6 separate regions of the Mus musculus genome follow, and all the other regions are linked to region 1. A link is a contact called in public HiChIP or PLAC-seq, Micro-C and promoter capture Hi-C data. All regions are on one chromosome and are shown on one strand. Each heading gives the region's core, a stretch centred on a gene start, on an enhancer-like site or on the middle of the called end of the contact. The rest is flanking DNA. Distances are from core to core; before and after follow the strand shown.

What was found. Promoter capture Hi-C pulls out the DNA fragments that hold promoters and counts their contacts. Hi-C and Micro-C count contacts between places; a contact is called where the count stands out from the background. HiChIP or PLAC-seq counts read pairs in DNA pulled down with a chosen protein or histone mark. Capture Hi-C pulls out chosen DNA fragments and counts their contacts.
Region 2: a Micro-C map of embryonic stem cells shows a contact between it and region 1, with 10 times the contacts expected there. The contact joins the promoter of Hr here to the promoter of Egr3 in region 1. A contact is called at or near these places in 2 of 39 promoter capture datasets (embryonic stem cells and maxillary cranial neural crest), 4 of 484 Hi-C or Micro-C datasets (all in embryonic stem cells), 4 of 115 datasets of contacts at active chromatin or transcription factors (embryonic stem cells and pancreatic cancer cells) and 3 of 9 other capture datasets (adipose tissue, liver and pancreatic islet).
Region 3: an H3K4me3 HiChIP or PLAC-seq map of embryonic stem cells shows a contact between it and region 1, with 14 read pairs. The contact joins the promoter of Tnfrsf10b here to the promoter of Egr3 in region 1. A contact is called at or near these places in 1 of 39 promoter capture datasets (cranial neural crest), 1 of 484 Hi-C or Micro-C datasets (CD4 T cells), 5 of 115 datasets of contacts at active chromatin or transcription factors (bone marrow-derived macrophages, embryonic limb bud, embryonic stem cells and 1 more) and 2 of 9 other capture datasets (adipose tissue and liver).
Region 4: a promoter capture Hi-C map of adipose tissue shows a contact between it and region 1. The contact joins the promoter of Polr3d here to the promoter of Egr3 in region 1. A contact is called at or near these places in 5 of 39 promoter capture datasets (cranial neural crest, embryonic stem cells, hippocampal neurons and 2 more), 2 of 484 Hi-C or Micro-C datasets (embryonic stem cells and regulatory T cells), 2 of 115 datasets of contacts at active chromatin or transcription factors (embryonic stem cells and trophoblast stem cells) and 3 of 9 other capture datasets (adipose tissue, liver and pancreatic islet).
Region 5: a Micro-C map of embryonic stem cells shows a contact between it and region 1, with 3 times the contacts expected there. The contact joins the promoter of Slc39a14 here to the promoter of Egr3 in region 1. A contact is called at or near these places in 2 of 39 promoter capture datasets (cranial neural crest and neural stem cells), 3 of 484 Hi-C or Micro-C datasets (all in embryonic stem cells), 2 of 115 datasets of contacts at active chromatin or transcription factors (bone marrow-derived macrophages and embryonic stem cells) and 1 of 9 other capture datasets (adipose tissue).
Region 6: a contact with region 1 is called in a promoter capture Hi-C map of embryonic stem cells, with 9 read pairs. The contact joins the promoter of Bmp1 here to the promoter of Egr3 in region 1. A contact is called at or near these places in 7 of 39 promoter capture datasets (cranial neural crest, embryonic stem cells, hippocampal neurons and 2 more), 12 of 484 Hi-C or Micro-C datasets (all in embryonic stem cells), 5 of 115 datasets of contacts at active chromatin or transcription factors (embryonic stem cells and pancreatic cancer cells) and 2 of 9 other capture datasets (adipose tissue and embryonic stem cells).

What each region holds. Positions count from the first base shown.
Region 1 is chr14:70,074,440-70,079,559 of GRCm38.p6, reverse strand. Egr3 (early growth response 3) reads right to left here and starts at 2,243. Exons shown (of 2, transcript NM_018781.4): 1 at 1,962-2,243; 2 at 1-664. The coding sequence starts at 2,115.
Region 2 is chr14:70,551,475-70,555,864 of GRCm38.p6, reverse strand. Hr (lysine demethylase and nuclear receptor corepressor) reads right to left here and starts at 1,631. Exons shown (of 19, transcript NM_001379479.1): 1 at 758-1,631.
Region 3 is chr14:69,765,445-69,769,840 of GRCm38.p6, reverse strand. It overlaps Tnfrsf10b (tumor necrosis factor receptor superfamily, member 10b), which reads right to left and starts at 2,369. Exons shown (of 8, transcript NM_020275.4): 1 at 2,050-2,369. The coding sequence starts at 2,181. 4930480K23Rik (RIKEN cDNA 4930480K23 gene) reads right to left here. Exons shown (of 3, transcript NR_130157.1): 3 at 2,728-2,776.
Region 4 is chr14:70,440,073-70,444,743 of GRCm38.p6, reverse strand. It overlaps Polr3d (polymerase (RNA) III (DNA directed) polypeptide D), which reads left to right and starts at 1,273. Exons shown (of 9, transcript NM_025945.3): 1 at 1,273-1,411; 2 at 1,624-1,793; 3 at 2,349-2,392; 4 at 3,289-3,440; 5 at 3,583-3,707; 6 at 3,977-4,145; 7 at 4,465-4,671. The coding sequence starts at 1,629. It overlaps Mir320 (microRNA 320), which reads right to left and starts at 1,234; the gene lies at 1,153-1,234.
Region 5 is chr14:70,349,259-70,353,620 of GRCm38.p6, reverse strand. Slc39a14 (solute carrier family 39 (zinc transporter), member 14) reads left to right here and starts at 2,197. Exons shown (of 10, transcript NM_144808.4): 1 at 2,197-2,341.
Region 6 is chr14:70,518,346-70,522,843 of GRCm38.p6, reverse strand. It overlaps Bmp1 (bone morphogenetic protein 1), which reads left to right and starts at 2,584. Exons shown (of 20, transcript NM_009755.3): 1 at 2,584-2,975. The coding sequence starts at 2,807. Sftpc (surfactant associated protein C) reads left to right here. Exons shown (of 6, transcript NM_011359.2): 2 at 71-229; 3 at 568-690; 4 at 929-1,039; 5 at 1,372-1,527; 6 at 1,729-1,903. The coding sequence ends at 1,518.

The DNA.
Region 1 (5,120 bases), core at 994-3,493:
CGCTCGTGGAGCGGGGTCTTGCTAGGCCGATTGGGGTACTTGCGGGGCCGGATGGGCTTGAGAGTGAGCGGCGGTTGGGGCAGGCTGCCGAATCCCGGGTGGATCTGCTTGTCTTTGAAGGCCTTGATGGTCTCCAGTGGGGTAATAGGGGGTGGGTTGACCCGGATGGGGTCCATGCCCTGGAAGGGCTTATGTTCCGGAATGGAGCCCATGTCGTTGGGATGGTGGTACAGGTTGTAGTCAGGAATCATGGGGAAAAGATTGCTGTCCAAGGCCGGCTTGGCCGATTGGTAATCCTGGGGGGAATAGGCGAGCCCAGGGTTTCCCTGGGGGTCGTGGAAAGACACGGGCTCCGAGTAGAGATCGCCGCAGTTGGAATAAGGAGGCAGCGCCGGATACATGGCCTCCACGTCTCCCTGAGGAGGCTGCACCATGCTAGCCGTGGACGTCTGCGTACTGAGCGCCCCTGAGGCCGGGGGCACCCCCAAGATGCCGGCACTCATGAGGCTAATGATGTTGTCCTGGCACCAGTTGGAAGGAGAGTCGAAAGCGAACTTTCCCAAGTAGGTCACGGTCTTGTTGCCGGGGGCTGGCTGGAAAGAGCTCGAATAAGAGAGTTCCGGATTGGGCTTCTCGTTGGTCAGACCGATGTCCATCACATTCTCTGCGGAGAGCGGGGGAGAGAGGGGAGGGGTGAGTGAAGCCGAGCCGGCTCCCGGCCGCGGCGCCCAGGTCCTTGCCCAGGAGTAGAGGGTGCGGCCGGCTGGAGTGCGCAGCGCGTGGGGTAAGAGGAACGCCGAGCCCGGCGCAAAGCGGGCGGTGCCGCGCTCCCCGGCGCAACCTGGATACAGCAAAATACTACGGATCGGGGTGTGGAGTGGCTCCGGCACACACACCGCACACGCCGCGCACACACTCACGTACCACACACAGACACGCACGCGCGCAAGAGAGCATTGTTGTTCTTCCCGAGGTGGGGCGGACAGGTAGCTGCAGCTACAGGTAGTTTCAGACCCGGAGCGCGCCCGGCTCTCGCTCTCCAGCACACACAACTCGGCCTCTTCCCCCGGCCCTGTCTACTCCAAGACGCCGCGCCTTCATGCCCCAAGCGAGGTCCCCCTACGCGCGCTGAGCCCGGGTGGCCGACCCAAAGAGCTTCGACGCTTTTGTCCTCGGAGCGCAGAAGGGTGCCGCCCGTAAAGGGAGCCTCTCCCGGCCCCAGTCTCCTCCCGGCCTGAAGGAGCTTTCTGCTCGGGCTGGAGGGGAAAAGCCTAAACCCAGCTAAGGAGAGTGGAGAGCGGCGGAAAACCAGCCCATGTCTCCACGGCGGGAGCGGCCGCCGTTCCCAAGCTCCCGGGTCCCAGGATCGCCCCCGGTGGCAAACCCTTTCCCCCGCCCCGTGGGTGAGCCCCCTCCCTCTCCCCACCGTCCCCACACCCCCAATGGCTTTGCTGAACGCCCCGGAAAGGCAGCGTCGCAGTACCTCTCCCACCGTGGGGACTCCACGCCGCACATGGCTCCATCCCGGGTGGGAGGCTGAGGGAGTAAGGAGGGGGGAGAGCGCGGGTGAAAAAGACGCTGGGCTCCTCCCGAGAAAGGGGGCTACAGCACCACGCCTTGCACGCAGCCCAGCGATCGGGCCCCCTGCGTGGGGAGGGAGAACCCCAGAGCTGCTCGCACCTACCTCCCTCCAGTCGGCGGCTGCCCCCACCCGGGAGAACCGAAGCCTCAACCGTGGCGTCTCCAACCAAGCCTTCCCGATCTCGGAGGGCGGGAGGAGTGGGTGGGAAAAGCAACTCGCCCCCCAGAAAATTCCCAGCGCGCCCCCCATCTTTCCATCCGTCTCTCCATCCATCCATTTCTGCATCCATCGATATGTGCATCCATCGCTAGCTCGCTCCCTCCTCCTCGTCCTCCCCCTTTCCTTCCTCGCTGCCTCGCCGCCTCACCGCCACCCTTACCTGTAGCCATCTGATTGTAATGGGCTACCGAGTCGCTGCTGCCGGAGAAGAGGTTGAGCGCGCTGGGGATCTCCTCGGGGTACAGATTGTCAGGCAATTGATTTAGCAAACTGCTCATGGTCACCGGCAGCTTCTCGGCGAGTTTGCCGGTCATAGCACTCCCGAGCTACCGCCGCCACCGCCGCCGCCGCCACCGCCGCCGCCGCCTGTTCCTAACGCAGCTTCCAGGCGAGCGGCATCCGAGAGGCGATCCGTGGTGCAGGGGAAAAGCATGCGAGAGGGAAAGTTCGGAGGGAGGGGGGAGTGAAAAGGGGAAGGGGTGGGTCAGGGGAGGGGATCTATTCTTTTTTGGAGGGGTGGATGGGAGAGGGGCAAAGAGGGTAATCCTCTCGGGTGCCTCGGCTGGTGCGGTGCGACGCTGGGTCGTGGGGGTGGGGTGGGGCGTGTGCGAGGAGTGGGATGGGGGCTGGGCTGGGGGGGTGATCTAGGCTCCAGGGGGTCAGACGCGGCTTCAGTATTGATCTCACAGACACGAGCCCGCCGACCCCCCCCGCCCCCCGATCTGCCACAGCCGCCGCCGCCGCTGCCGCCGCCACCTCCTCTGCTGCTGCTGCCGCCGCCGCTGCTATCACCACCAACCAGCCCCGCCGCTTCCTAGCTAGCTCACTGCTGCCCAAAAGCTCCCAGCCAGGGAACTCCACCAGTCTATTTATCTGAGCCCCGGGAAAGCTCCGTGACGTAGCTGCCCATATATGGACAGACAAAGCCCAGCCGAAGGGGCGCGACGTCACAATGGAAGCTCCTCACAATGGAACATTAGAAAGCAGGAAGCGGGCCGCAGCCAACGTGCAGCGCCCGCACCGCTCTCCGTTCTTTAAAAAAAAAAAAAAAAAAAAAAAAAAAGTCAATTAGATTAGAAAGAAGGAAAGCGAGAAGAGAAAAAAGAAAGAGGGACGAAGCCGAATGCAAAGCGCGCGATGCGCAGTGCACAGTTGAAAAACCCTGTAACTAAACATGTAGGTTTTTATTTGAGGACAGCATTAGAGACAGAATTTAGTCGTTGGAGGAGTGGAGTTGTTTGCAATTGGTCTCCAGCACTCCCAGCATTTAGAAAGAGTTCAGTACACCAGGACACAGGTTCCTTAGCAGTCTAGGAATGGGAGAGGTGACCGCTTCAAGCCAGGCTCCCCCACACAACTTCTGTCTTTCCTTCTTATCCTTGACTGGATTCAGATGGAGAGATGAAGTATTTTCCTTTGGGGAAGGGGTTCTAATGTCCTAAGGCTTCTTATTCTTGGACACTTAGAACTTTCGTGCGGACATCATTCTGATTCACCGCCCGCAGCCCCGGCCCCTCCCTTGGGGTTCCTGACCCCGCGCTGACTCTCAGTTGAGCGCAGTGGCCCGGGAATGTGTAGCGGATTAGCTAGTTGCGCAGTGGGCAAGAACTTTTAGGGGCGAGGGTATGAGGGTTTTGTTGTTGTTGTTGTTGTTGTGGAGATTAGGAAAGAGTGAAGTTTAGGGGATAGAAAACACGTGCACCAAATAATTCCCAGATAAATTCCCTAACGGTTCTAAAGCAAACCCCTTTGGCCACAGGATGGCAGGAGGGCCCAGCAGGCCGGGGCACAGTCGCTATCTACTGCAGCCGGCGAAGGGCTTGCGGCTGAGTTACTGCGGGAAGATGTGAAACCCACAGATTCTAAGCCACCAAGGCGGTCTCCTCCAGTCTCTACTCTCTGTCTCCCGCAGGGTTGTCCTCATTGCTGCCTGAGGGTGCCTTGCAGTCAAGGGCGGCCCCCTGTGCCGACCCAGGGTGCTGTCACCTCGACAGCGGATCCCGGGGGTGGGTGATGTGTTCCCCGAGGCCTGCTCCTGAAGCGCGCAGCCTGGCTGAGAGCGAGGGGGAGGAGAGGGAGGGAGCACGGAGGCGCGACCCCGAATCACACCGGGTTGGCGGGGGAGGATTCCCTCCTCAGTGGCCGCGTGGGCGCGGTGAATCCCGCGGCCCCCGCTGGAGAGTCGGGGTTGGGGGAACTTGCATCTCTCAGGGGGAGTGGGAGTGTTGACAAGAAGGAAGAGAGGATCCCCGGGCCTCACGCCGTGGGAGGTCCATGCGGGGCCGGGGGACGCGTGGGAGGAACTCCCTAGCTGCGCATTGTGATGGGGGTGGATGACAACCTCACTCCCTCTTCCCTCCCCTCAGTTTGGAGGAGAACATTGGGTGGGAAGGGCCCAGACTCCCCCGGATCTCCTCTAGCTCTTAGGGAAGGAGGGATTCCCGCCGCCCGTGAGCCCCCATCTCTGCCACCCCCACCTCCTCTCCCTCCAGGCTACCCATTCCTGTGCTCTAGAGGCTTTGCGCCCCCGGGTTCTCCTCCGCCCGCGCGGCGCGGGGAGACTGCGCGCTGCAGCGGTCCCGGGCTTCGGCCGGAATCAGGGCATGCAGCGCTTCCCGCCCCCGGCTCCATCCCTGGAGGGGGGAGCGGCTGGTCAGGGGCGTGGGCGGCGGTGTGAGCCTAGCTGGGTGCGGGAGGGGCCTCCGCGGCTGCAGGGAGGGTCGCGGGGCAGCGGGCCAAGCCGGGAAGAGCCATACAAGGAGCGGATCCGGTGACGCGCCGGCCGCGCCCCTTCTCCTGCTCTATTTGGCTGCAGATTCCGGTCCCCGGATTTGCATATTTTGGCATCCAGTGGAAAAGGGAAGAACGGAACCCGCAGCCTTTAAAGGAACCGCACAGACTGTAGCGTCACCTAGAGAGGCGGTCTGGCGGGGGGGGGGGGGGTGCGTGAAAAATTAGCCTCGAGCTCTGGCCTCTGGCTGGAGAGCCAGGCAATTGGGGAGGGGAAGGGGTGCCTAGGGTACCCGCAAGCTTTGGGCACGCCTCTGCATTGCTTCCTGCTGCGCGTGCGAGGGGAGGCTGGCTGACTGCGGTGGGAGGGGCGGGGTGTCTCGGTGGGTTCCTGCCTTCTGCCTGGACTTGCTGCGAGGTTCTCGGCCCTGGACCGAGCAGCAGGTCTAAGATGGACTGCAATGCCCGTGTCTCCCCGCGTGAGGCAGAGATCAGCCTGACAGGGTGGTGGGAAGGAAGTGGAAGGCCTATGGCAGCCCAGCTCAACTAGCAAGGACCCAGGATAACATCCACTTTTCCACCTGTTGGG
Region 2 (4,390 bases), core at 382-2,881, 480 kb before region 1:
GAGGAACTCAGAGGATTCTTTCTAAACGCCAGTCTGTGGTTTTTGGGGTGCTGCTTGCCCGCTCCCATCTTCAGCCCCCACTAGGCTTGCAAGACTGGGATGTTCAGACCCGACAGGCTCGAGTCACTGGGCAGGGCAGCTAGCCAGGGCTGCTGGCTGGTGTCTCCCTACCCCTGGGCTGTCTGAATCTGCCCTTCATGGGCTCTAGTTTCTTGGCATCTTCAAAGAGTACCGGGACAACTACTGGGGGCTAGGATCTCTGCTCCCAATGGGAGTCAGCATGTGAGAAGGGATTAAGAGGTTTCAGACTAGGGTGGGTCGAGCTGCCCAAGCCCGACGGCAGTGCCAGGGCACCGCTGCTAACTGAAGCCCGGAGGGGGGAGGGAAGGAGGCGGGGAAAGCAGGCTGGGCCCCAGAGAGACGCAAGCGAGGGAAAATTGAACACGCTTGCTAGGGACCAGGATGACAGGTGGCACCAGATCAGCTGTAGTCTCCTGAAGTAGTCCCCATGGCCGGACAGAGGAAACTCCAAGAGGGATGGATGTACGTGAGCCTTGGCGGAGGCGCCAAGAATTTTTGGAGCTGCAGCTTGCATTCAGTCCAGCCCCCTTAGTTGGGCATCCTAACTTTTCCATGTTAAGATGTAAGGTTCAGTTCAGAGTGACACCGGCACTTCACTCCCTGCCTGCACCTTGGGATCAGCTCATAAACTCCCCCATTACAATTAGCCCAGAACGCGCTCCCTCTTGGCGCTTACCTGGGCTTCACAGGCCGGGCGCGGTGTGGGCGGCGGTCGTGCTAGCCGGTGCTGGGTACTCGCTCCCCATGGGCCGGCTTCGGGGCGTTCTCCCGCTTTCTGCTCAGCGCTCTCGCGCTCTCTTTCCCCCCGGGCGTCGGGGGCGCTCTAGGGCCGCAGGTTGGAGGGGTCGGACTCCGGAATTTGCAGGATGCGGCACACGGCGCGGATGGGCCGCACCAGCTTCTGGGCCAAGGCTGTGGGTTGCGCCATGGGACGCCGAGACTCCGTGCTGCGCTTTGGGGAGGGTCGAGCCGGGGCTAGGGAGCGGGTGTCCCCGGAGGGAGAGAAGGATCCGGGCCGGGGGGAACGCGCGCCCCGGGTCGGAGATGGCTGAGTGGGGGGAAAGGCCGAGGGGCCGGGGAAGGGGGTCGTGCCTGGAAGTGGGGGGCCGATCCTGTGAGCCAGGAGCGAGGCACCAGCGAGGGCGCAGCACCGCGTAGCGCGGCTAATGGAGGGAGAGCGCAGCGGAGAGCGCAGCAGGACCTCTGATCGCCATCGCCAGACGCGCAACTGAGAGTGGGGAAGCTGCTCCGCCGGTTTCCTCCTCCAGCACCCTGCGGGAAACAGGAGCCCGTGATTCGGCGGCCCCGCCTGGGCCTGCCCCCTTCTGAGCCCCGGGGGCTTCCGCCAACGCCCCGGCGATGCCACCGGCTGCGCACGGGGAGAATGAGCCCTTTGTTCCCCCCTCCCCCCCGCGGCACCCGGGCGCCTGCCGAGAGAGGCTCCCCTGGGGCAGTGTGCCAGCTTCCCAGCCGCCCCACCCTCCCGTGGGCCCGGCCCGGAGCCTGGCAGGCGGGCAGCACCCCCACTATAGGTGCCAAGCCCGGGAACTGGAGCAAAGGGCGGGAGGGGCCGGACCAGGCCAGGATGAGGCGGGGTGCCCCCCGGGGTGCTAGGGCGGGGCGGCAGGGAGGGGTCAGTGCCAGAGCTGGCAGGGGCAGTCGGGTTCTCACGGGTCAGTGATGGGTGCTGCGACCCACGCCAGCAGGCCCGTGCCTGCTGGACCACTCTCTCCCTGTCCTTTTCAGCTCTGGGCACACCCCAATGGCTGGTGTCTTCCCTACCTCATTCTTCATCATCACCTGGCTAAGCCACTCTTCATAGTGTCGGGGCCCAAGACCCTACCCAGCATCCCTCTCTGGGCACAATGTTACAAAGCACTATGCTTTGGAATCTGGGAGGGCCTGACCTGATATCTGGTCTGTTCCCTGGTCTAAGCGCCTTGATTTCTACCAAGTGTCCAGAGAGGTGAAGGGACCAGAAGCACACAAGCATTGCAAGCTCCACTTGGGGTTGCCTGCTGGGCTGCCCCATCTTCAATGTTCTTGGTGCTCTCAGGCCCAGCCTGGAGAGGAGCCCATGGGAGTGGCTCCTGGGAGGGAACATTGAGTAGGAGAGGAAATGGGCAAACAGGGCACCCTCCACCCGAGGAAGCATCCCTGCTCTTCTGCGGGGGTGGTTCCAGAGCACACACACAAACAGACAGACAGATTCAGACACACACAGAAACCCACACGCCCAACGGGTGCTTCCCTTCTCTAAAAGCACCCACCTTCTGCCCCTCTACTCCCCTGCCTCCGAGCCCAGGCTGAAACAGAAGCAACACCACTTACTCTCACTCCCACCCCCCACTGCTGTGGAAGGAATGGATTTGGGTGGCCACAGCCTGGTCCCAAGTCCCTCCACCATCTCTGAAGTTGAGGGGTATCATGAAGAGCCCAATGTCTTTCACTTAAGGGACAGGAGTGAAGGCAAGGAGCTTTTCACCAATTGTTAAGACCAGGATAGGTACTTGGGGGAGGAGGTCTGTCCTTCCATCCTAGCTGCCTGCTCCGACTTGGGCCTTGTTGATACAGATCCTCCTTGCTCCTCTCCTTCACAGAGACCAAGTCTGTGGTGGGCAGGCTGGCAGGGGTTGTTTACATGGCTGGGGTTTTCATACTCCTTTTCTTATCCACTCCTTTGGAGGTGACCTGACCTTAGTTTGCTGAGGGAGCGGAATGAGGAGGGTCTAACAGGGACTGGAGCAGCAGGGGGTCTAGCCTGACCTCTGGCTCCTGGCTCCAGGGCAGGGTGGTGGGGTGGCACGTGCCTGTGGTCCCCATCTAAGTTCCCTGGCCTACCTTAGCAGAGGCTTGTGGGAGAGTCTTGTGGCTTGAGGCCTGGTAGTGGCCAGAGTGGAACCCGGGGCTGTCCTGAGTCCTGGGGGCTTGTGGCTGTCTTCCCCTAAGGTGATAGGGACTGTGTCAGGGGAGCTGAACAGATACCCACCCCCGCACCTCCAGTCGCCATATCTGCCTGTCAGATTATATTGCCTGGGCTAGACCAGAGCTCTCAGGACAGTCTTCTGGAATGCTTAGGGGTTAGTGGAGATGAAGGTGAGGAGAAGTACTGCCCTCACTCCACCACGTTCCCCATCCTTGCCTTAGAGCCTATGCCACAGGCCAGAGTCCTTGCAGCTGGCTGTGCTGTGCCTGAGGATGGAGCAGAGCTGAGGACATACACAAAAGACACAAACACGGGGGAGGGCGCTCGTGGGGGGGGGGAAGCCACCCAGTGTGTGGTCACAAGACCAGATCATGGACCTGGCAAACTTACTAGCACCCCCAGACTCACATGGGCCCAGCCCTCACCCACCCCGACCCCTCACAAACTGACACACATGCTGACACACACTCGTTGCTGACAGGCACAGACTCTCTGACAGCCGGCTGCCCTTTCTCCACCCCAGAGACCCTTACCTGGGCAAGCACAGTACCCCTCAGGCAGAGTAGCCCCCTGCCCAGGGGTGGGCAGCAGGCAGGGCGGGGGAAGGAGCCCCGGAGAGTCAGGCCAAGCTGCCACTAATCCGGGCGGGGAGAGGGGGGGCACCCACGTCAGAGCGGGGACTGCCGGGTGGAGGGCATCTGAGGACATCCCCTCCCACACACGCGGCCGTCTGGGCACCTAGCCCTGCTTCCCCAGCCCCTCCATCCTTCAGACAGCTGAAGCTGGCCTCCCCCTACCCCACCCCCACCCCTGTGGCCATGCTTGGGGTGGGGGGGCATGGGGAAGGGGGATACAGGGCGAAGAAATCTCCCAGGACCAGGGGGAGGGGACAGGGAAGGGAAGTGTGGAGATGCTGCGGGAGCCAGGAGGAAGCTTGGGGTAGATGCTGTCCTTTCTGCTCGCTCGCCCACCCACCCACATCCTTGACCTAATTCCTCTTCTGGAGCCCTTCCTCTCTCTAGCCCTCCCCCACTGCCATCTAGCCTGCGTTGTGTTCCAGGCTGAACTTGGGACCTGTGTGTGCAACGATGCCAGCTCTGCCCCCAGGATCCCCCAACCCTAGGAACCAGCGGTGAAGGTCGCTTGTTAGTGGGCACCAATCTCAGATGCTGGGTGAGAAATGGGGATGTGAACCTGAACAGTTACCCCCTGGAGCTCCTCCAGTGCCTGCCAGGACCCCTAACTCAGCCTGGGCTAGGGCTGCATGTGTGGGACCCAGAGGCTTAGGATGCTGCTGGGAGTGGCAGCTAAAAATAAAGCCACAGGATCCTGTGTGCTGTGACAGAATCCAGAGAAGGGGAAAGTGACCAGGCTAATGAAGGG
Region 3 (4,396 bases), core at 1,120-3,619, 310 kb after region 1:
TGGTTTGAGTGGGTATGGCCCCCATAGACTCATGGGTTTGAATGCTTGGCCCATGGGGAATGTCACTATTAGGAGATGTGGCCTTATTGGAGGAGGTGTGACCTTGTTGGAGAAAGTGTGTCACTGTGGGGGCAGAATTTGAGGTCTCCTATGCTCAAGCTATACCCAGTATGGTACACAGTCTCTTTGCTGCCTGTGGATCAAGATGTAGAACTCTCTGCTCCTCCGGCACCAAGTCTGCTTGCATGCTGCCATGCTTCCCACCATAATGATAATGGACTAAACCCATGAAACTGTAAGCCAGCCCCACTTAAATGTTTTCTTTATAAGTTGCTCGTGGTCGTGGCGTTTCCTCACAGGAATGAAACCCAAGATAAGTGTGCACAAAGATTTTTTTACACGCATTCAGGTATACATTAGGTAAAACTAACACCGTAATCATTTTAAACAAAAAGGCCTGTACTGCTGTGTTCACACTGTCCTGTAACCAAAGCCCAGAATTCCCTTCATCTTAAAACTCTTAAGTCTGTAACCATTAAAGTAACAGCTCACCCCTCCACCCATTTCTCCATGTTCTCAACTACTATTCTGCTCATTTCTCTTCTTTTTTTCCTTCTCTCTCTCTCTCTCTCTCTCTCTCTCTTTCTCTCTCTCTCTTTCTTTCTTTCTTCTTCTTATTCTTTTTTTCCCCCCAAATAGCTAAAGAAGTGATACTAAAAGTAACTAGAAGCCAAGAGAGGATGAACACGCTGGTCCATAGGCAGGGCTGCCTGGTACTACCTGAACACATCTTAACTCTGCTTCCTTCCTTCGTTCTACTTACTTATTTTTCAGACATATGCATGTTCCTCCTCAACAGTGAGGAGGAAGAAGATTAAAGAAGATTAAAGATTTTATTTATTTATTATATGTAAGTTCACTGTAGCTGTCTTCAGACACTCCAGAAGAGGGAGGGCATCAGATCTCATGACAGATGGTTGGGAGCCACCATGTGGTTGCTGAGATTTGAACTCAGGAAGAGCAGTCAGGGCTCTTAACCGCTGAGCCATCTCTCCAGCCCAACAGTGAAGTATTAAAACAGAAGGTGGAGAACTGTGTCCAGCCTGGTGGAAATGAGTCTAGAATATAATATAAGAATATATACAATAAGTGTCTCTAAAAAGACACTTGTGTGCCTTTCTATTTGAAGTTAGAAACAATGGACTCCAAGACACTGGAATTCCCCTCAACAATCTCATCTGGCAGAAGGGGAAAGGCCCGATTCTAGGCTCTTCAGGGCCCCTTTACTCTTTTTAAGCCCAGTAAGTTGCAGAGTCCAAGAAACTGGAAAAAGTACAGTCAGTGATGTGACGCGGAAATTGAACAGAACTTTCTGGCAGCTAAAGCTAACACCAGGCAAGGCTTCCTTTCCTGCCTGGAAAGGGATGTCCAGCAGCTAGGGAGGGTCTCCACCCCCTCCCCCCAACAGCCCCCTCCACCTGGCTCCCCCACCATGGCCTTCTCTGTCCTTAGGATCCTACAGGGTAACTGGATCCTTCCTCCGCCCACTGTCCCCTCTCCCTTTCCCTGCTCCACCTTGGGTGCCCTGGTGCGTTTTTGCTGGGTCAGCTGCTCGCCACGCCCCTCGCGTGCCATCTCCACAAGCCCCAACCCAACGCCAGAACTTTCTTCCCACCATCTTTGAGGACCTCTCATCTACCGTCAGGACCTTTTTCTACCAGAGCGGCGCCTCACATCCTCCCAGTCTAGAGTGTTCCGCCCACCTCCCCATCCAGTCCTGACCCACCTCACCTTCGGGTCCCCCACCCCCCCTCACTCCACCCCCCCTCTCACTCCACCCCCCCAACCCTCTCACCCCACCATCGAACCTTCTAGGCTTCCCTGTTGAGGCCTACCTGGACCCCCGCGGAGTCGTGTCCCCCCCACCCCCCGCAGTGTCAGACCTCTCCCACCACACGCACGTGCGCGCCCGGCTCTCAGGACATTTCCTTGCCATTTCCTTTCCTGGCCGGCTTCCCACTTCGGGCACCGCAGTCGCGCCACACTCACCTGTAGCACAGCAAGCAGCAACGCAAAGCTATATAGAAGTCTGCGCTTCGGGAGTGGCCGGAGGCCTGGGGTGTAGTGATCTGCCCGGGCAGCGGCAGAGGCTGTGGGCGTGCTGGGTCCTGGAGGCTCCATGGTGTCAGCTCATCCGAAACCCTGCGGCTTCAGCTCCCAAAAGCCACGAAGGATGGCTGTCCCCTCACTCCTAAAAAAGTTCTCTGGATTTCCTCACTCCCAGAAAAGTTCTGGATTCTTGTCGCGGCGACTTGACGCTTAGTGGTACCTCCAACCTCCGCGGGCTTGCGCGCGCACCGGGCAGGGGTGGGGAAATCCACCTTGGGAGGAGCTTGATTACGCGTCCAACCCCGATCCTACCTAATATGAAAACTTGGGAGCAGTCGCCGGACAGAATCTGAACAACTTTTATTTTTTTAAAGAATCACACCACTTTTATTATATTTGTCAGGTCGTGGTTGGAGACGCCCATGCTTATTAAAAAAAAAAAAACCAACTCGTAATACTCAAAGGTCTGCCTGTCCCTTCATATTTTGACTAATATGATATTCACCTTTGAGTTTCAGCTTGTGTCCCTGGAGGAGCCGACTTGAAGATGTCTGTAGTAGTGAGTACTCCTCCTTCCTCATCTTCTGTCTCCTTCATCTCTCCTTCTCTTCTTCTCTTCCTCTTCTTGAATTTGTTTTTGTTACAGTTGTATGCTACCAGGCAGTATCTGAGAACACAGAAAAGGAAATGATAGAATGGATGGTCTCACCCCAGTAACAGAAGCGAAATCAATCCGTGTCTCTGTAACGTTTGGAACACTGAACACACTTAGCCGTGGTGGTAAAGCACTTCAATCCTAGCACGAGCAGAGGCAGGCTGGTCTCTGAGTTAGAGTCCAGCCTGGTCTACAGAGTGAATTTCAGGACAGCCAGGGCTACACAGAGAAACCATGTCTTTAAACACACACACACACACACACACACACACACACACACACACACCTAAACCAACAAAACACAAACAAACAAAAAGAATAGATGACCTCATCTACCCACATCAGTGCATTTTGGTAATTTCACAATCTCAATCAATCAATCTCTCTCTCCACATTTATACACACACATATATATATGTATATACATATATATCTCACATATACACATTATATAATATATACACACATATATACACGTACATATACATGCAGGTGTACTGGTGCCTCTAATCTCTGCACTCAGGAGGTAGAGGCAAGTGGATCTCTGTGAGTTCAAGGCCATCCTGGTCTACATACTGAGTTCCAGGACAGCCAGAACTATGTTGTGAAACCCTGTCTTGAAAAAGCAAACCAATTATAACAAGAGTTTGAATTTCCATATGCTTCAGGCCTCCAGATTTCCAGTATAGAATATCATTGAACAAACATCATCACATTTGCCTCAGTTTACTTCTTAATCCACAACCCCAAACAAAATTTTGTAGGGGGGAAATGCATATTTTCAAAGAAGTAAGTTGCTTAAAACCTGACATAATTCTGTAAGCTTTCTAGTACCAAAATAAAGTATTCGGTTTGTTAAGAACCTGTATCTTCTGATTGGTGGACCTCTGTGAGTTCAAGGCCTGCCTGGTCTGCATAGAGAGTTCCAAGACAGCTACAGCTACATAATAGAGACCCTGTCTCAAAAGAAAGAAAAATCTAACTTCTGTCTAATCACCCGAGTTCTCCCCAATTGGCTCAGATGACGCCAGCATTACAAGAAGCAGCTCGAAGCTGCTTGGAGACACTGTGGCCAGCTGGCCTTCTAGGTTCTCAGCACAGATCCCACGAGGCCACAGAGGAGGGAGAGTCCATGAGCAAAAGCTGATGTATCATGGGACATACCTGGAAACTGGATGGGGCTGTAAGTGGCCCATGTGCAACCTGTGAGATCACGACCCCCTCTCCTGGGTGTGCTTGGTCTATACTCCCAGGGTTAGGAGATAGAGCCATAAGTCATTACTCCCTTCTGAGTCCTATGAGACATTCACTGTACAAAACAGCCAGGAGGAGGCAGATGGACAGTGTATAAGGATGTGTTTGTAACTGGGGCTGGCCAGAGCTGGCCAGAAACACAGGCCCAGATTAACAAGACAATGACGTTGCACTCTGCCTTGATTACCCCTAGAAGTCAAATCTATTGCCAAGGTGGAGGTAGGGAGATTTTGTAACCAACACCATGTGTCAGCTGTTCTCAGGGGTTACCTAAGACCATAGGAAATACCAGATATTTCCACAGCAATTCATAATAGTAGCAAAATTTCAGTTGTGATTGAAAACAATGTGGGGATCACCACAACATGAGGAACTGTA
Region 4 (4,671 bases), core at 24-2,523, 370 kb before region 1:
TAGCCCTGGCTGTCCTGGAACTCATTCTGTAGACCAGGCTGGCCTCAAACTCAGAAATCCACCTGCCTCTGCCTCCCAAGTGCTGGGATTAAAGGCGTGTGCCACCACTGCCCAGCAAAGTATACTTTTAATATGTACATTTTCTGAAACTCTTTCCTAGGGATATAATCTACAAGAAAGCAAAAAAGTTGGATGTATCAAATGTACACTAGCTATTTCTAACAACATACCTATTTAAAGTAAGTGCCCCATTAAGGAAACAAGTTACGATATATACATATAAATATGCACATATATATCCTCCCATTGGTCATTTGTCTCCGACAAAGAATACACTATTGTGTGGCACAATATTACAGTACATCAAAAATATTTTAATGCTAGCAGCCTATGGAATTCCAGCAGAAATAGGTTCCTTCCCTAGAATTACATAACCTTTTTATTTGTATTGGGGTCGCTGTAGTGTAACATTAAATGACTCCCCCCCCCCCAGATTAGATTGCAACCACACATTACAATAAAAAAATTTTTCAGCTGGGATTGGTGGTGTACATCTGTAATCCCTACAACTGAGGGATGAGTGAAGAGACTGGACTGCTGCAAATTCGAGGCCAGCCTGGTCTACTTAAGTTCCAGACTAGATAGGGTTACAGAGCAGGGTTGTCTTAAAAATACCCACACCTCCCAACCAAAAATCAAAAAACAAAAACCCTTCCAGTTGAAGAGCAAACTTCAGTTCCAAAGGCTTCCCAGATTTGACTAAGCAGTCATGGGCCCAGGTAGATGAGAAGAGCTATTGGCTGCTCTGTCCAAACTGCGTTAAGGGTGACACCCCAAGACCCCAGGGACCGGCAAGGGAAGGCGCACGCGAGCAAAGGGTCGAGCCCGAAGGTGCAATGACCACGCCAAGGTCAACGCAGGGAGGCTGCAGCCAGCCACGGCCTGAGGGCTCTAAGCTCCCTATGTCCGGAGCCCCATCCCGAGCGGCGACCCCACTGCTCCCAGAGGCTGCGCAGTGTGGACTCCACATACAGCAGGTAGGCGACCTTGGAGCCCCTCCACCTCCGACCCCGAGGACCGCACCTCTACTCCCTGCCAGGGGCCGAGACACGCCCCCACGAGTCACACCCCGGCACAGCTTACAGTCCACCTCCCACATCCTTTTTCGCCCTCTCAACCCAGCTTTTCCCGACTCCGGGAAGAACCGGGAAGAGAAGGCGGAGGGCGGCGAGGCACCGTCGGATAAATACTATGGTCAGGTCACGCCCCCTTGATGTCACTTCCGCCCCAGGGTAAGATGGCAGCGCCCGGTCCTTGCCACGCAGACTTCCGCCTTGCCCGGAGACCCGCGGCCCGTGGTTGCTCTAGTCGGAGGTGAGGTTGTGATACTCGGCGCAGAGCCTCCACGCAGGTGCGTCACGAAGTCCCCAGGGAAAGGGCAGGTGACGGAGTCCAAAGCTAGGGGTGGGGCGCTCCGGGAAGCCTCGCCACGTGGGACGGGGAGGAGCTGAGCTGCAGCGAGAGCGACGCACGGGCGGGGGGCGGGAGGCCACGTGGGTGCGGTTCCGCCCAGGGTCCTCGCGTCCAGCCCTTGGAGTCACTTTGTTGCCTACTTTCTTCTAGGAACCATGTCGGAAGGAAACGCGGCGGGCGAGCCCAGCAATCCTGGAGGGCCGCGACCCCTTCTCTCTGGGGGCCGGGGGCTGATCGGCCGGCGGCCCGCACCCCCGCTTACGCCCGGTCGCCTTCCCTCCATCCGCTCCCGGGACCTCACCCTTGGCGGAGTCAAGAAGGTACCTGCGAGCGCGTTTGTATAGAAACCCACCCAGGCCGTAGGGAGGCGACTCGTGATGTTCATTCATGTGCTGCCTTGGGCCCCTGGTGGGATGTCAGCCTTTAGAGAGACCTGCAAACCTAGGTGCTGGTACAGGACACTGACAGGGTCTCCTAGGCAATTAAAAGACAGTGAATCTAGTTGATTCAAGACATCCGGAAGTGCTTATTATGTTCTGGGCTCCTTACAAAATCCCTTGAAAGCCAGACAAAATTGCTTTACTTGCAATTTCGAGTGTTCATAACTCTGTGGATGTCAGTATTGAAAACTAATAATCTAGTAAGTGATGAATCTTAGGCATGCCGGTAACTGCTCTTTGTCCCCTCCTGTTATGTGTGTAACAGTAGATGTAACTGTACCGAGTAGCTCTGAAAAGGAATAGCAAACACAGGATAAAGCATTTTAGCTTTGCCTTGGGGGCTACTGGTGATAGTCTACCTGTCTCTCTAAGCCATCCCAGGACTGTTGGTCAGTTGAGCACATCGAAAATACAGTACTGTGTTTTACTTTTCAGAAAACCTTCACCCCAAATATCATCAGTCGGAAGATCAAAGAAGAGTAAGTAATGAATGAACAGTACTCACCCCGGTTAGCTCTGAATTTGGGGACGTAATTAGGTTGTGTGGCCTAGAGATTTTAACTTACGCTATTAGCTTATTCACCAGTGGTTCTCATCCTTCAATCCTGGGTTATATAGGGGCATGTTTCTTTTTGAGACAGTGCCTCGCTACATGGCCTTGCATGTCCTGGAACTCACTTATGTAGGTTGCTGGCCTAGAACTCCCAGAGATGTGCTTGCCTCTCAGACCTGTGTCCTGAGTGCTGGGATTAAGATGTACACCTCCACGCTTAGCTCCAGGGCACTTTGCATTAGAGGGTCTTTTTGGTTTTTGTTTTGTTTTGTTTTTTTTCTGTAATAAATAGCTGAGATAATTGGCTTACAGAGAGGGACATTTTGTTTTGGAGATTTTAGTCCACGATCAATCAGGTGGTTCTTGCTTTTGGGTTCATGGTATGGCAATGAATGCAGTCGGAATACCCAAGGGAAGAAAGAAATTAAGGAGAGGAAAGGGCTGAGTTTCTATTCTCCTTTAGGAGCTGGGTAACCACCCAGTAGGCTCCATCTCTTATAGTTTCAGCTACCTTCTGTTTCTGCCGAGGTGGGGCTGAACTCTCCAACTTTGCCTTAAGGTCCTCTGCTCTCCAGCCTTTCTACTTTTAGAGGGTTAAAAAACCAACAAACAAAACAAAAGGCCCACATTTTGACAAGACGGTAAAGTAGAAGGAAATTAAAGGCCGTGCTTTATGGGAGATGTCAAAGGTATAGCGAAGGGTTGGGTGCCGATTCTCGTAGTGTACTTACTGGCTCACAAGCTCTGCTCAGCGGGCTGAAAGGGGCAAGCGAGGAGGCTCCATTTCCTGAGGCAGACCCTTTTGTCTGTCCTCATTCCCAGGCCAAAAGAAGAAGTGACTATGAAGAAGGAAAAGCGTGAACGGGACAGGGACCGCCAGCGTGAGGGTCACGGACGGGGACGTGGCCGCCCGGAAGTGATCCAGTCCCATTCTATCTTCGAGCAGGGTCCGGCAGAAATGATGAAAAAAAAAGGTACCAGGAAGGGACCTGGTCTGGGTTGCAGTTCAGACTGCCTGAGAAGGCAGAGCGTGGGAGTCTCCATTCCAAGTTGGGCTCTCCTCGCTGTGGGCAGTCTTCCTTATTGAACCCTAGTGGACAGCATGATTTCCCGCAGGGAACTGGGATAAGACCGTGGACATGTCCGACATGGGACCTTCTCATATCATCAACATCAAAAAAGAGAAGAGAGAAACAGACGAAGAGACCAAGCAGATCCTGCGCATGCTGGAGAAGGATGACGTAGGTGCCAGGAGCCTGGGGGACAGGTTCTTTTGTAGCTGCTAAAGAGGGTTTTGAGGGAGCCAGGCCAGGGACATGTTCAAGCTTTTGGTTACAGGAGCACTAAAGAGGGGCTGGGGGTGCAGCTCAGTGGAGAGCGAGCTTGCCTCTGTGTGAGACGTACACATATGCAAAGAAAAGAGAGAGACACAAGTCCCGAAACGGGCTGTGATGTAAGCACACGTGCTGACATTTCATGTGACCCCCCCCCCCCTCCAACTCTTTGGCAGTTCATCGATGACCCGGGGCTAAAGAATGACACACGGAACATGCCAGTGCAGCTGCCTCTGGCTCATTCAGGGTGGCTTTTTAAGGAGGAGAGTGAAGAGCCAGAGGCTAAGCCTTTTTCGGCTGGCCCCAAGGAAGAAGATATGGAGGTGGACGTGCCTGCCGTCAAAGGTAACGTGCATGCGTGCGTCAGCTGACTTCCCTTCTTCCCTAGCTCTCCCAGAAGCCCTCAGCAGTGTCTCCTTCCCCTTCCCACTCAAAAGTACAGGCACGGAATCAAGACATAAGTTTCTGCCTCAGACCGCACGTCTGTGTGCCAGTATGCCCGGCCTCAGAGAAGGCACTCTTGAATTTCTTTGCTGTTCCTCTACGTAACTTCTGGCTCAGCAACAGCGGAGCCCACGGATATGAAGGCTTGGGAATAGAGAATTGGCTTAGTGGGTAGGGCTACTTATATTTGCTGTTGTTTGCTCTTTCTCACTTTGGGCAGTGAAAGAGGAGCCACGAGATGAGGAAGAGGAAGCCAAGGTGAAAGCCCCTCCAAGAGCAGCCCGGAAGACTCCTGGCCTCCCAAAGGACGTGTCGGTGGCCGAGCTGCTCAGAGAGCTGAGCCTCATGAAGGATGAGGAGCTCCTGTTCCTTCAGCTGCCTGACACCCTCCCCGGGCAGCCACCCACTCAGGACATCAAGCCTGTCA
Region 5 (4,362 bases), core at 948-3,447, 270 kb before region 1:
GTGTATAGCTTATCAGCTGGAGATAGCTTATCAACTCTGGGTGCCCCTGTGGACTTTGACAGTTCCACAAACAGGTGACAGTGCCACACAGATGGGTCCTGTGGTGGGGTGGCCCATCACTCCTCTTTCCCACTAGTGCTTTTGTTTGTTTGCTTATGTGCCTTGAGACAAGGTCTCTCCTAACCCAGGTTGGGCTCATACTCACTATGGAGCTGAGCTGGCCCTGAATCCTTGCTTCTCCTATTCACCACCCAAGTGGTAGCATTGGAGAACATGGGCCATCATGCCCAGCTCCCCACTCTGCCCCCTGAGCCGTCCTCAACAACTGCTTAATGCAAGCTTTAGTAGCCCTGACATCCTGTCTGGAATCCGGGGGATGAGGGTTTAAGCTCCCCGTCCTATTCAGAGCTTTGGGATGGCAGATCCTTGTCTCTAGGTGGGCTTCTTATTCTGCTTATTCCTTCTAGGGGGGGCCTGATGGGGAACCGACCTTTCCTGACAGTCCATTCCGCTTTGGAGTCTTAAGTGGGTGACATAATGTCTGAAAAACACTGTAACTTTAACCAAGGCAAATATTCAGCATTATTATAGAGTTGCAGGGGCCCGGGAGGCAATTCTGCAAGAGCTATCATTACCTCAAAATTACTCAGAAAGTAAATGAGAGGACCATCACAGGGTCTCCCTCTTACTCATTGGAGTACTGTAATTACAGAGTAAAGATAATTGAATTTCAGAAAAACAGAGTGGCCAGAAGAGTCTGAGTGGCCTCAGTAGTTTTATATCTTTTAAACTTAAGACCTTGCATACACTAGGCAAAGCATTCACTATTAATTTACAGAAAGGGTCTCAGGTAGTTCAGGCATGGTCTCAAATTCATTAAGGGGCCCAAGGCTGACTTTGAACTTGTGATACTTGTCCCCACTTCTCCAGTGCTGAATTACAGGTGAGCATTACCAGAACCGGTTGCTGGCCTCGAACTCATGGCTTTGGTGCGGTCTAAGCATACACTGAACCAAAAATCCCCCTTTTACCTTTTGAGAAAGGAGCTCACTAAATTGCCCCAGCTGGCCTTGAACTTGAGATCCTTCTGGCTCTAGAGTAGCTGAGATTATAGGTGTGCACCACCAGGATTGGCTATTACCTCACCAACCCCCAGCCCCACACTCTGGTGCTCTAGCCAGCCCGCAAGAGCAAGCTGCCATTGAGCTGAGTTCTTCCTGCCACCTGTTCTAGGGACATGGAGTTCTACTCCTATCACTTCCTTTTTGAGGGAACTTTCCCCAGCACTTAGATGCCATCTCTCTATTGAACAAATCTAGAGATACCACAGCCAGCTGGACACACTCCCTGTGCTAGAACAGAAACCCCCGCCATTCACTGGTTCCAGTGCCACTTGAGGTTCTTCCATGGGGCCCTCCCTGCCCCAGGTGACAGTTGGTTAAGCGATAGAGGAAATAATCCTAATATCCAGCTGAATAGAACAATAAGAGTTTAGTGGGTGGTTTATTTTTCTCAAGAAATTTGCATATACAAGGCTCAGTATCCAACACAATAGGCCCTTCCTACAGCGGAAGAGACTCCCTCCCAGGACAAACAAAACCTAAGGCTTGACCTCGCTCCTTAGGAATCTGATTAACTGTGAGAAAGAGGTGCGAAACTCTGAAAAAAAATGAATATGATCTTTTATTTGGATCGTTACAAGTTATTTTAATTCTTTTGGTTGGCTGGGGTAGGCAAAAAAAAAAAAAAAAAAAGCAGTTTATGAAGCGCTCCATCCTGCTTACAGAATATTTTAGAATTGGAGAAAACAGAAAAGTCTCTTAGATTCATCAACAGTGTTAAAACCACAAATGTCTACCAAGAGAGGGGCACTCTCCCTCAGGAGCGACAGGATGGAAGGTCACGCTGTGAGTTTCCCACAAAAGGGGCTAGGAAGGACAGATGGGAGGTTTCCAGAGAATAGCGGAGCCTGCAGGGCCTCCGTGAGTCAAGGATGGAATTCATCAAGGAAGGGTGGATGAAGCTAGAGAGAGCTAGGATGCGAGCCGGGGATGCACAACGCTGGAGGACCAGGTTGGCCAGGGTAACGACGCTGTTAGCTGGCGGTCCCACGTGGCAGGCCCGGGGGAGCGGGGCGGGGCAGCAGGCGGGGGCGGGCCCAGCGGTGACGCGCAGGGTATATGGCCGGGCATGCGCATGCGGCGGGGGCCGGACGTAGAGAGGGGGCGCGTGGCTGTTGGCGGGGACGCACCCACTCAGTAGCTGTGTCGCCCGCTGCCTTGGGGGGGGGGCCCTGGATAGTGAGGCTGCGTGGGCCCGACTGCCGGCTGGAGGACTTCAGGTGAGGACGGACCGGGCGCAGGCAGGATGGGAAGTCGGGCGCCTCCGGGTTAGGGGGGACACCGGGTGGGGGTTGGAGACACCGGCACGCCGAGGACCCAGAGTCTTTTCGGGAGGCCGCGCACTCCCTGAGCCCAGTCCTGGTAGCACCTGATTGCCGTGCCACGGTGGCGAGGAGAAGGAGGTCACTGCGCTGTCCCTTCAGCTGCAGGGCCCGGGATGTGTGAACCAGAGAAGGACGCCGGGGAGGTCGATAGCTGCTCAGAAAGGCTGAGATGAGCTTTCTAGAGCCCCAGGACACAGAGCGCAGAGGAAGCGGAGTAGATGGGTAGATCAGATGCTCTGCGGTGGCGGCTGCTCGGGGGCTCTGGTGTCTGGATCTTGCATCCCAGGAACCTATGTGTCCTTCTCCCTGCCCCACGCCAGACCACCCTCCGGCTGGAGAGTGATGCCCGATTCTTCTGGTTGGCTTGGGCAGGAGTGGATAACCGCAAGGGTGGCACCGCGCTGAATTCTCCCCTGACTAACGGCAGCGATGCCTCTTGGGCTCACTTAGGTTGGGACTGACCAAATTAGGTGGTCTGGTTACCGGCTGCTCCCTCTTAGAGTTTTAAAGCTATAGCTAAAGTAGCCATCAGACTCACCTTGTGATCCTGAGGTAGATTCTAAGCCGGAAAATTGCCTCTCTGGGTTGTGGGTTCAGCTTTAAGAATCTTCTGTCACCCCGGGGCCTAGATTCTAAGCTGATCTGTAGTCTAAATAGTTACATGGCTTGTGCGTTCAAGAGAACTCTCAGTTTGGTTTGGTGAGGGGTGGAGTGCTTTCCTGTGGCCTAAATGGAAGGATAGAGGCAGGAGCACTTTGGCAGGCCCCTCTTCGTGAAGTAACCTGGCTTTGGAATTGTAGCATTAGCTCTTTTTAGCCCCTGGTCATTGGGATAGATATATTTGCTGGAGGTGCTGATTTTAGGGGACGATAGAAACTGGCTCCGGAGTGACTATCTGGTCACTATTCTGGTTCAGGTTAGTACTGAGACCAGCCTGAATTGTCTATCCAAAAGATGTACAATTCCGTACTCCTTACCTATTAAAACAAATCTTCAACACTGAGGGGTTCCAACGTGCCTCCTTGGCCAAACAGCCAGAAACATGTCCAGAATCACAACTTCTGACAACTAGAATTAAAAGCCATCTAGTCCCCTTTCTATTGGTGACTTAGTTGAGCTCTTTGCTAGTGGTTCAAAGTCAGGAGGCCGTGTATGGGTCCTCTTTGTGTGACTGTTTTATCATTGTGACTAGAGACACTGAACTGACCCAGGATATGGGTTCTTCCAGAAGGACCCTGGCAGAACACTTCTTGCTGCTACACCTGGCATTCTGTGGTTCACCTGGACAGTGCAGAGGCAGAAACAGGGATTAAAGAACCCAGAAGCTGGCTAAGCAACCAACCGACTTGAGAAGTGGCAGAGCCTATGTAACTGGCCTTGCATGTAGACAAGAGGAGAGTTAGAGGCTCCTGGAGATCTATCCCGAGCTCTTTTCCAAACCCAGGGTTGATGCAAAAGGCCCAGGTCCCACGTACAGTGTTTGGTTTGTGCCCCTCAATGGCCACTGTGGTGGGTGCAGGCAGAAGGCTTACTCTGCCTTTCAGGCAGACAGTGGCAAGTGGGGAATTAAGTAGCAACACAAGAGTCTCCTTGCTGGTTGGAGTAGTTTAGAGAAGGGAGCTTGTTTGAGGTAAGGCACAGTGGCAGAGTACTCAGGGCTTTGGAGCTAGATGTCCAAACCCCAGCCCCATCACACTCCAATAGCCAGTCTGTTCTCACTGACTGGTGGAACGTTGTGGTCATGTCTGGAATGTGGCTGACGCCTCAGTAGTGCCACCATTTTTGTGGGTTAGACTGAGAGGTTTTGAGTCCCGGCTGCTCAAGTAGGCTGGATTGTAAGGACGGTGGAAACCTAGACATAAGGTAGATTGTCTCCTCCTTAGCAGGGTATAAAGTGTCCCTTGTCCTCCTGGGAG
Region 6 (4,498 bases), core at 1,335-3,834, 440 kb before region 1:
CTTGCACAGGGAGAGTAGGAGCCACCCTCTCCACTACCCACTTGTCTCTCTGCTTCCCTTGCTCTCTCAGGATTACTCGGCAGGTCCCAGGAGCCAGTTCCGCATCCCCTGCTGTCCCGTGCACCTCAAACGCCTTCTCATCGTGGTTGTGGTGGTGGTCCTCGTTGTCGTGGTGATTGTAGGGGCTCTGCTCATGGGCCTCCACATGAGTCAAAAACATACTGAGATGGTGAGTGGGCCTGGGTTGGGCAAAGAGGCACAGCAGACAGGGGGTTGGGGGAGATTATGGGGGGATGGGCAGCTGTTCGGGAGGAAGAGAAGGGAGTGGACAGGTATGAGCACATCTTGGGTGACACAAACAGAGACGAGGTAGCCATCCTGCCTAGATCCTCTCCCCCAGGCCCCGGCCTAGTGTGATAACCATCGATTGCTCTGACACCTCTTACGTTTAGCCTTCCTGAGATCTCAGGAAAGCGTTTGAATAGAGGATTCTGAGTAGATATGGGTACCGAAAGGCTGAGGGAAGAAAGAGAAATACCAGGCAGCATTCCAACACCCTTCCCCTAGGTCCTTGAGATGAGCATCGGAGCACCGGAAACTCAGAAACGCCTAGCCCCGAGTGAGCGAGCAGACACCATCGCTACCTTTTCCATCGGCTCCACTGGCATCGTTGTGTATGACTACCAGCGGGTGAGGATGCCGGAGGGACCACCGGGACTTTATTGGAACTAGCCAGTTGTAGCATTTCTAGAGGTCTCTCCCCATTCTGTGCCTGGCTACCTCACCTCAGATGCTCGAACCACTGACGCAAGTGCGCCCCTCCACCCTCTGAAGACAATCTAAAGGAAGTTGGTTGGCTGAGAACTAGGGTTGGGGAGGAAGCAAGGCAAGGGGACCTTGTGAATGACCTCCAGGGTTTTATACCTAGCTCCTGACGGCCTATAAGCCAGCTCCAGGAACCTACTGCTACATCATGAAGATGGCTCCAGAGAGCATCCCTAGTCTTGAGGCTTTCGCTAGAAAACTCCAGAACTTCCAGGTGGGTATGTTAGGGAGGGAGGGAGCAGTCTCCCTCTGAGGGTTGAGTAGAGGGACATGTGAAAGGATGACTAGCGTACCCTGTGTAGTATTGATGTTTCTGGATCAGACATGTTCTCCTCTCTCCATGGACCTGTGTCCTGCCATCCCTACCAGCTCTCAGGTGGCCCTGCTAAGTTGTTGGCCTTGGCTGAGCTTAGACATGACCTATGGGCTTCTACATCCAACCCAGTCCCTCTCTGAATTTGTGAGGAAACTGATCCTCGAGAATTACCAACTTAGTGTCCCACACTAAATAAAGCAGGTGACATTGAAAGTAGGTGTTCTTTCCAGGCCAAGCCCTCCACACCCACCTCTAAGCTGGGCCAGGAGGAAGGGCATGATACTGGTTCCGAGTCCGATTCTTCCGGGAGAGACCTGGCTTTCCTAGGCCTTGCTGTGAGCACCCTGTGTGGAGAGCTACCACTCTACTATATCTAGCATCCACAGGTGAGCAACAGTACCTTTCAGGGTGCCTGGGCAACACTGGCAGGGCTTGGGCTGCCTGCTTTGTCAGGGGACCTACTAGGTATCTCTTAAAGTCAGTGGTCTCGGGAGCTCGGAGGATGGAGGGTTCCCAGACACATCCCACACTGGACCCAAGCGGGTGGCTTCTTCAGTCCCCATAAGCATTAGTTCTTTGCTTCACAGGGTCGGTAGAAACCGCAGCGGGACAGGAAAGACCCTCCGCAAAGGGTCTTTGTCAGACAAGCAGGAAGCTGCTCCTGCCCAGAAACCGGTGGAAGTCTGTAAAGGAAAGGTGTCTCTCCTACGGGCCAGGGGGATCCTATCACAAAAGAATAAAGCAGCCTGATTGGAAAACAAAGAGTGGCGCTTCTTTTCTTTCACATTTTCTCAGCTCGGCTTCTAGCAGAAGCCGTCCTAGGAAGGAGAGGGTTTGGAGAGTTGGGGCGCTTTGCCACGTCCTTTCTAAGAGTGATGGAGGTTTGGTCCTACCCCAGGTAATGGGGAACAGAGCAAAAGGCAGGGACAGAGGACGGGACCTGGGTGCCATACACGGGTGTTAGGCGCCCTCCAGCGGTGTGTCCACAAGGAAGGACAGCGACAGAGACAGGCAGGGAGACAGCTAGACAGAGAGACAGTGAGAAGCGAGAGAGCCGAGATCTAAGACAGACAGACTCTGGAGTCTCTGGGAGAGAACGATCGATCGCTGATCCAGTGTCTAAGAGGAAGGAACGGACCTGACAGCGTGTCCCGTGCCCGGAGGCACTCCGCCTGGTACAGGACAGCGGCCTGTAGGGGGCCCCTCGCGGAGCGGTGCCTCCGGGCATCCCTGGCCCGCGCCCCCTCCCCGGCCCCTGCCCCAGTCCCAGGCAGCGGATTCCCCTCCGGGGCGGGCGGTGCTACTCTCGTCCTCCCCGCCCGGCTGGCGTGCTTCCCGGCCCGGCCGAGCACGGTCCCGGCCCCGAGGGGGGCTGAGCTGGGCGAAAACCCGCCCTCCAGCGAGCTCATTTCCCTAAAAGGGGGGGTGGGGTGGGGAGTGGGAGGGCGGCGAGAAAAGAAAGGGAGCGACCGAGAGGAGGGCGAGGGGACGCCGGAGCCCAGGGCCGGAGAGAGCCGGGCCGAGCGGGGGGCGGGAGACAGGAAACGGGACGGGAAGAGGTGGCCTCGGGGGGAGAGCGCCTCCCCTTCGCCTTCAGCGCTCCCTTCCCCGTCGCCCCGCTCCCGCGTCCGGGCGCGACCGCCACCGCCACCGCCGCCCGCCAGCATGCCCGGCGTGGCCCGCCCGCCGCTGCCGCTGCTGTCGCTGCCGCTGCTACTGCTGCTGCTGCTGCTCCCGCGCGCCGGCCGGCCGCTGGACTTGGCCGACTACACCTACGACCTGGGCGAGGAGGACGCCCCGGAGCTCCTCAACTACAAAGACCCTTGCAAGGCGGGTGAGCGACCCCCGGCTCCCCCAGGGCGCACGGAAGCCGGGCGTGGGCAGGCTGGGATCGAGGCTCCCGGCCGGGCAGGGGTTGGGGTTGGGGTTGTAGTTGGGGTTGGGGGAGGACAGTCCAGTGTGGGAAGCTGGGAGCTGCTTGGTTGGCAATGCAGTGGGGGAACAAAAGACCGAGGGAGAAAGGGAGGGGGAAGTTTGGGGGACTTTTAGGACTGAAGTTTTGCTGCTGTTTGTGGAAACTGCTGCGGCTGCCGTTCGCCTTCACAGAGGAATCCTGGGGAAACCTCCCTCGGTCCCAGCGAATCCCGCTGGCAAGGAGGCTTTTTCTCCACCGGGAAACTTTACTGGCCAAACTGTGTGTGTGTGTGTGTGTGTGTGTGTGTGTGTGTGTGTGTCCGTCCGTCCGTCCGTCCGTGTCCCTTCTCCCCTATCCCTCCTGCTTTGTGGAATACTGGTGTTTGCCTGCTTGTCTGTTTGCCATAGTGCCGCACAGCACATCTGTCTGGTTTGATGCCCAGAAAGAAGGCCTGCAGCTCCAAAGGGATAGATTTTCCCGGCTTCTCAGCCCAGTGGAAGGAGAAAGTTTTTCAGGAGGTTCTATGGAATACTTCTTCATAGGCAATCCTATGAATCTAGCCAGCAGCAGGAGCTCTCTGAACACTCAAGAGACAGCTGTCAAAGTCAGAGAAATTGGCGGCAGGGGTGGGGGCTTGGGGGGCACAGGGGGACTTACCTGTGCCTTTGTGTGCCAGGAGAGCTTTGCCAGAGCTCAGTTAGGTTAGCAAATGAGTCTCACAAAGAGGTCTCAGATATTCTACATCAGCTCTCTCGCCCTACAGACACCTGAGGCTAATTAGTCAAGTCAGGGCTTCTAGTGTGTGTGTGTGTGTGTGTGTGTGTGTGTGTGTGTGTGTGTGTGTGTGTGATCTTTGTTCATGAGGACTCTCCTGCTGTGATTCCCTTGGAGTGACCAGATGACCAGACACACTCAGGCCATTGGCCTAATTGATGTTCCCAAGCAGGCTGTCTGGAATACACTGGGGACAAGTTATCACAACTTTTCCTCGACTTCCCGCTTCTGACTTCAGCCTGTCTGCGAAGAGCTAGAGCCAGGGATTGGGACACAAGAAATGGACACAAAGTTTTGGGACAGGCAGCTACAATCTTGAGCACAGAGGACCTAATCAGGGACTCTCCTTGCTCCATCCACCCTTAGGTAGGATAGGGACCATTTTACAGGACAGGACAAACCAAACCCTTCAGTCTTTCCTCTTCCATGCCTGGTATGCTGTAGGCAAACCAGGACAGTAAAAGTCTCCATCACATCGTGCGTGGTAGGAGGGCAGGAGGAAGAATGAGCAAGGCATGAAATCTGAAGGACTCATTAGCCACCAGGAAGGCTGAGCACAGTCTCTGAACTTAAGTTCCTCATTAGAGAACTAGCTGGTGGGTAAGGGCTAAATCTGAGAACATATATAATTCACTTATTATTAACACACAGCAGACACTATATAAATG